Linked DNA regions of Sus scrofa: region 1 is linked to region 2. Evidence: chromatin contacts called from public Hi-C data. All regions are on one chromosome and are shown on one strand. The core of a region is the stretch at or near the end of the contact, and the rest is flanking DNA. Distances in the headings are between cores, read along the strand shown.

Region 1 (3,415 bases), core at 94-2,593, 120 kb before region 2:
CGGCCAGGTACCCCAAACTGAGCATTCTAAATAAATGTAGTAAATTCAACCACAATATGCAAAGTATAGAAACTGCCTTATAAGATCTGAGTAGGCGTGGGCTTAGGAAGTGGCGCATATTAAACTACCTGACAGCCAGGACACTTTCTGCACCCACACCACCGTGGGACCCGAAAAGTTTCACGATGTGCGAAGAGTTGAATCTGGAAGCACCAAGGCGAAGCAGTCTCGCAAACCCTCCATTCAGCCCTTACAACTGCCAAAGCACCCGGGACACGCGGCGGCCGCATTCCCAGGCGCGTTAGGTCCGCCCGCCCGCCCGCCGGGGGATGCTAACCCCTCATCGGAGCCCGAACACCCCCTACGCCCCACTCCCGAGCCGCCCTGCCTACTCGAGCGCTCCCATGTCCACCCGCTCCTGCAGCGAGACAGCGGTCGGCCAGGGCCGGCGGGCATCATCCAAGCGCGGGTTCTGCTTGGTGGCGATGCGCCGCGCGGACGCCCCGGGGGGCGGAGGGCTTAGCGCCTCATGGCGCCGCGAAATCAGCCGTCACTCGGTCGGTGTGGCCAGGATCTGCGCTTCGAAGCGGCGGGTCACTAGTGAGCCCAAACCGCTGCCCCGGGTGGGCGGTACCCGTGGAAGCCACGCCCCTCATGAGCGGCCCAGGCCCCGCCCCCAGACAGCCGCCCCTCAGCAGCCCCCGCCCGGAAGGAACGCGAATGGAACACTGGACACCCGAGGCTCCCTACCGCGGAAGCGACGGTTCCGTGCGCTCCCTTCTGCTTTCGGGCGACTGGGAGCTGAGGATCCAGGGGATGAACCGGGGCGAGACGCCCAACCTGTGGTGCTTTCCCTCCCGGTGTCTCAGCGTCCTCAGCTGTTAACGGAGGCTCGCGGTTCCTCAGTGACTCTAGGAGCCGGGCCTGAGGTTGAGCGTGCGTGGGAACAAGCTCATCTGAGGAAAGCTAAAATTTAATTTTCGCCTAAATTCTCACTTTTTCAGAAGTAAAATTTCACTTTCCACGCCCCTCGGAGGCCTTATATTTGAGTCCAAATTAAGAATTCCTGAACTTTATGATAATTAACATTCCCCCTTTAAATTCAACCTGTAACCTCGCTAGCTTCTATATCGACTGGCCACACCCGCCACTTTCCCCACAAACCTTGAGTATTCTTTTTCGCTCGTCCAATATTCAGAACCTAAATTTTCTAGGCGAAACAGAACTTCTTCACCTGCACCTGCAGAAACTTCGGGAACGTCTGCCCAGGAAGGCGGCGCTGCTCAAGCACGTGCGCAAGCGGAGGCGGCTGTGCAGGAAGAAGTCGCAACTGCGCCTGCGCAGTGGGCGGAGCCAGAGGCCCTGCAGGGGGCAACCTGAGGGGCATTGGGGAAGGGTAAGGGGGGGAGTTTGGGGAGGGGGTTTTAAGCGGAAATGAATACCCGGGTTCAGCGTCGCAATATGAAAAGTGTATTCAGCGCATACTCCATTTGCTCATAGTAGGCCTCGAATGACTAAATAAATTGATCTGTTTCTCATTTTCTCCTTTATTGACCTGATTCCTCCAAAATTTTAAACTTAAGAATTAGGGTAGCCAGCAATTGTACTCCTAGGAATTTACACCCAAGAGACAAGTGTAAGAATTTCGTACCAACACTATTCATAGCAGCCATATTAGCCTTTATAGCTATACACTCATCATAGTACTGGAAATAATCCAAATATCCATCAACAGGAATTATAGTATATTCACCTACTGGTTTATTTAACAACAGTGAAAACAGAACTACACTTACACGCAGCAACAACGCAGATCAATTTCACAATGTGGAAGGAACAGAGTCAGGCAAAAAAGAATATATATTGAGAATTTCTATTTATATGCAGTTCGAAAACAAGTAAAACCAAAGATATTTAGGGATGCATGCTTACATAGTTAAAGAATACAGAAAAGCAAAATGTGATTTCTAAGAAAGAGTTACAGGATTACAGGTGATTTTTTACTTTCTTCATTATGCTTTTCTTTAACTTCAGAGTTTCATACAATGAACGTTTGTAATCAGTAGGGGGGAAATAGATGTTTATAATAGTAAATAGGAAGGACAAAGGTAGGAATTTCTCTTGTGGCACAGTGGGTTAGGGATCCAGCATTGCTGCAGCTGTGGCACACATTGCAATTGCAGCTCAGTTTCCATCCCTGGCCTGGAAACTTCCACATGCCAGAAGTGTGGAAAAAAAAAAAAAAAAAAAAAGAGGAAGGAGACAAAGGTAAAATGCCATACTGAAACTGAAAAAAATAATGATCTTGTGAAAAACGTAACTATATCAAATCTACAACTTTAGTTTCTGGTTCCTCTATTCCCATTTTTGTTTCCTTTTTGAAATCTGAAGAATTTCAAGTTCTGAAGAAAAAAATAATCTACCATTTTTATTACCTAAGAATTAATTTTTGTTTTATAGCTTATAATTTTCTTAGGTTTATATTCTATTATTCTTCTTGGGTTGGTTAGTTTATTTTCATTTTTTTTCATATTAAGAAAACCTTTTTAAGACTATGAATCTGCCTCTGAGGCCATACATTGGCCTCATCCTATGAGTTTTTATATCTAATGTTTTCATTATTATTTTCAAAATTAATTTGCATTTATATTTTTAATTTCTTACGTCAACAGTTATTTTGGAACAGGCTTTATAATTCCTAAGCAATTTAGAAGTTGTTTACTCTTATTTCCCAGTTTAATAACAGCACAGTCAGAAAATGTGATCTGTGCAATTTTGCTTTTGGGAATTCATTTTTTTGGTAGTCTAAAATGTGTTAATAAAGTTCCCATTGCTATTTTCTGTAGTGTATAAAGTTTAACATACACATATTATGTATGTCATTAAATCACATTATTCAGAACATTAAAATCTTTACTTTTTTTTTGGTCTTTTTAGGGAGGTTCCCAGACTAGGGGCCGAATCGGAGCTATAGCTGCCAGCCTACACCACAGCACAGCAACGCCAGATCCTTAACCCACTGAGGGATGCCAGGGATTGAACTTGCATCCTCATAGATACTAGTCAGATTAGTTTCCACTGAGCCATGATGGGAACTCCTGAAATCTTTACTTTTTTAAAATCAACTTAATGTTTTTGCCTTTTGATTTCTCCAAGAAATCAGAGAAATATGCACTCAGAGAAATGTGCTTCTATCAATTTCTCCTTGAATTTGTGGCCATTTTTCTTCATATGTGTAGAGCTATATTATTTAGTATGTAAAGCTTTATGTAGATGATATTTTGTGCATATTGGATCTTTTCTCAAAACAAGACAAAATCTGATATATTTGTTTCCTCAAGTTCTACTTTAACTGGTATTATTATTGCTACCTCGTTTCTGTTTACATTTATATATTATTTATTTTACTTTTCTG
Region 2 (3,925 bases), core at 106-2,605:
GTCTGTCTTGAGGACACTGTGAGGATGCTCTTCGGACCCTACAGAGACTGGTGGGGAGGGTGCTGAGTGCTTCTGTCTCCTCCTGGAGCTTTGCTCTTTGCCGTGACCATGCTCTTGTCGGTGGCCTTTCAGGCCCAGGTGGGCATAGTGCTCGATGAAGTCCCCTAGGCAGTCCTTCAGCTCCGCTGCCACAGACAGGGAGAGGGTCAGTTTACTCTTTCTGATATTGTCTTGCCGGCCTCTCCCTATCCAGACTTCGGCTATCTTTAGGAACCGGCCCCGGGAGCTTTGCTTCACGTCTAGGTAAAACCTTTTTTTCTGGATGTCCACTCGTTTAGAGGCCAGCTCCTGGATTTCGGCGGCGCCCCCAGCCTGACTAGGGGTGGCTGAAGCCGCGTAGTGGGGGTAGTGGGGGTGCTGGGCCTGGGGATAGAGTCTACTCTTGCTTAGGCCAGAGCCCCCTACATTCTTGCCGCCGCGGCCACGGCCGCCGCCGCCGCCGCCTCCCCTTCGCCTGGCTCTTTCCATCTTCAGCTGCAAGTGACAAACAGACACACGGGGTGGGGTGGGGGAGGGGTGTTGAGAACAATCGCAGACGCCCCTCGGCCTGGGCTGCCCCAGCCTCCGCCCGGGACCCCCACACCGGGCCGCGCTTTGCACTGTGCCGGCCGCCGCAGCGCCGGGCTCCCGCCTCTACCGGACGAACGGTGGCGGCGGGCGGAGTCTCCCGGCTCCGCACCGGGCACACAACATCCCTCCGCGGCCCCTGGCCTCCCGCTCCCGCTCGCCTCGGGCTCAGCAGCCCCGGGTCCCCAGCCAGCAGACACTCACATCAGCACTGCCATCACCGCCGCCGCCGCCGATGCCCTTCACGACCGCCGCCGCCAGCTCTCGGCCCCTCTGTAGCAGCCGCCGCCCCCTGCCTGCTCCCCCGCCGCCGCTCGCACCGCCCCCCGCCGGAGCAGCCAGGCAGGGGCATCGCCTGCGGCGCCCGCCGCCGCCGCCCCTCCTGCGGCCGCTGCGGGGGCCGCCGCGGGGGCCGCCGCCTCTCTTCGGGCTCCGGCCCGACGCCCGCCGGGGAGGGTAAGGAGGGCGGGGAGGGGGGCGGTGGGAGGCGGGCAGTGGACCCCGCCTCTCCAGCACAGCCGGCTGAAGGGAAGACTGGGTCTCACGCTTTCCCTTGGGGCGCGCCCTGACTGAAGCCCAGCGCGAGGTGACTGGACAGGTATGAAGATGGGAATAAGGACCGGGGCGGCGAGAGAGTTCTGACTTCTTCAGGTTCCGCTGGGAACTGGTACTCTGGCGGCCCACCGGCACCTGCGCGGAGACTACACTCCCCGAAGTGCACAGCAGCGTCGAGTCCTCTGCGCATGTGCGCCGCGTAGCCATCTGGGCTGTGGTGGGCGGGGTTGTAGCACAGCGCCTCCGGAGAGGAGGACTGGGGGCGGGGCGGACCCTGGAGAAAGGTTTGGGGAAGATCTATGTCCCAGAAGTGACGTGTACTCTGTGCGCCTTGACGCTCAGGCGTGTGCTCCTCAGCGCGGGAACAAAGTCTGTTCAATTGATGACTATCCTGGATTCCTGGGTTCCAGGCCCCAGTGTTGGGGCGCTGCTCAAGTCATCCAGCTGAAGGGAAATCCTGTTGAACTGGCTCTTCTCAGGGTAACGTGTCCTCCCTCTTCCTACTTCCAGCTCCAGACCCTGGGGTATCGTTCTAGCCTTCTCCTACACTGGAGGTGCTCAGTCCGGCAGAGCAGGCCTCTGGGCTGTGTGTAGGAGATCCCTCCTTCCCCTTTCCACCTTTCGAGCTTAGCGGTAAAGAACCTCGTCCTCCCGCAGGCCTTCTTTGAGCTGCTGTGAGCAAAAGTGTGCTTCCACGCTCCTCTCGCTTTAGCTTGTGCAGCTGATTGGTTACCTGTTGCGTGCGTTTAGGAGCCTGTTCTAACTATATGGTCTTCACTGCTGCAGAAATTCAGCCACTCCATGTTTACACAACATAGTCCAGGGAAATAACCCATTTTGTCTAATGTAACAAACTATTTTGGAGTTTTCGAGTTCAAAGTATTCAATCTTTAATGGTTTGGGTTTTTTTTTTTTTCTTTCTCCTGGTTGAATTTGAGTTGATTTCTGGGTATGTTTGAATATGTAAAAATTCTCCCCATGGAAGGGAATATTAAAATCCTTAGGATGCTAATTTAGTAGTCTTTAAGTTAGCGTGTAGGAGAAACTGTCCCAATAAAAATGTAGAAAGGAGAGACTCTGGCCATGATGACTAAGCAAAGTCCATCCAACTGCCCCAACCACCCCTCCCCACACATCTGCTTCTGTCAATTTGTTTCCACATCCACTACCTGCCTGACGTCACTCCGGTCCAACTAGCCAAGGATGGACCTGGAAGAAGTAGCCCATAAAAGCCTTGTGAAACCCTTCTTCCGGGCTCAGACACTGGAGATCGATCTCCTCCGAGCCGGCCGGCGTAATAAACCTGAGTTCTCCAACTCTCCGAGTGCTCGCTTGGTTTCTTGCCGGGTAAAAGAGCTGATCCACTGCAGCCAGAGCTGCTGGAGCTAGTAGGCTACAGCCACAGGGCTGTCTCCAGAGCTGATACGCTGCAGCGCAGGGCTGCTGGGTAGCTGCCGTAACATTTCTGGAGGCCCCAGCAAGATTCCAACCGTTCTGGCCCCTTGAGCCACCAGAACAGAGGTAAGGCCGCCCGGGAGCCAGGGAGCCTCGAACCGAACGAGGCGTTGTGCCACCCTATGGTATTCCGGGTCCTCCTTCGTGAGCGGCATTCCTGACTCCCGGGTGACCGAACCCCGACTGGACTTAGTGGAGAGACAGACCAACTCACCAGAAAGGCATCTGGACAAGGTAAGGCCCCGGGGCCAACCCCAGTCAGGTCCTGCCCCAGTGGGCAGAAGAGGAGACTGATCACCCCCTGAGGGAGACTCTCCTGGTCGGAAGCTGTGCCTGACAGAGCAGCAGTCCTAGTGCTCCAGATTGGAAGCAGAGGAACCTCTTGCTTGGGTGGAGCAACTGTCGGGTGTAGCTGATTGAAAGTTGTGCTTGATCGAGCTACTAGTTAGGGACTCCCAGGGAGTGGGAGGCCTGTGGTAACCTCCGTGTGTGAGAGTGAATGAGTGGCCTGATTCGTTTGCATTTCAGGTTCGAGTTTGTGGCTCCACGGTCTTAGTGGCTACAGAGTCCGAGTGGATCCATTTTGGGCCATAAATTCCTCCGAGGAGATAATCTAACTTGACCTTGCCCCTGGGCCTCCAGGAACTCCTGGCCCAGATTCTAAACCAGCCATGGCACTGCCCATTTTGTCAGTTCACCGAGGCCCAGGATCTGAGTCAGGGAGACAAGACCGTCATCCCTGGTTCAGTTCAGGGTATAGGGAGGATTGGGTACAAAGTCCCCTGTCCTTTGCCCAAAACATTAGAATTTGTCTGAGAGTGCCTCCCTGAGACCGGGGGCCCAGATGGATCAGAAATAATTGCAACAAAGCAGGTGCTCTGCCCGGTCATAGAGCAAGCTGAGTGGGATCTGTCTTGCTTTCAAGAGTGGTGGAGGCAAAGCTATTGGGGATACCACCCACGAGGTCAGAGAAGGCCTCATAATATCAGGCCATAGAAAAGATCAACATAAAGACACCATGGGTTCACCCAAGTCTAAACTTATGGTTGTAGACTGATCAAAGATTTCAAAACGGGATTTTTTTCTGAAATTATGGTATAAAACTAACCTGATCTTTCATCATTTCCTTTGCCATTACCTCAAATAGAGCTGTGGGGGCAAAGGAAACAGACCTCTAGATGTTAAGACCATCCTGAGTTGTTACCAGGCCTGTGGGGGAAAAGGAGTGCATAGCTAGTATTCATCCAACTTAGGCCAAGTGTTTAGCCTCAGAGCCTCGGCATAGTCA

What was found. Hi-C and Micro-C count contacts between places; a contact is called where the count stands out from the background.
Region 1: a contact with region 2 is called in a Hi-C map of epiblast stem cells, with 1.6 times the contacts expected there. The contact joins the promoter of TEX15 here to the promoter of WRN in region 2. A contact is called at or near these places in 1 of 5 promoter capture datasets (fetal liver) and 4 of 47 Hi-C or Micro-C datasets (embryonic fibroblasts, epiblast stem cells, liver and 1 more).

What each region holds. Positions count from the first base shown.
Region 1 is chr15:54,208,067-54,211,481 of Sscrofa11.1, reverse strand. It overlaps TEX15 (testis-expressed protein 15), which reads right to left and starts at 1,343. Exons shown (of 14, transcript XM_005671810.3): 1 at 1,165-1,343.
Region 2 is chr15:54,092,103-54,096,027 of Sscrofa11.1, reverse strand. WRN (Werner syndrome ATP-dependent helicase) reads left to right here and starts at 1,355. Exons shown (of 35, transcript XM_021075787.1): 1 at 1,355-1,662. It overlaps PURG (purine-rich element-binding protein gamma), which reads right to left and starts at 987. Exons shown (of 3, transcript XM_003359494.4): 1 at 832-987; 2 at 1-534. The coding sequence starts at 528.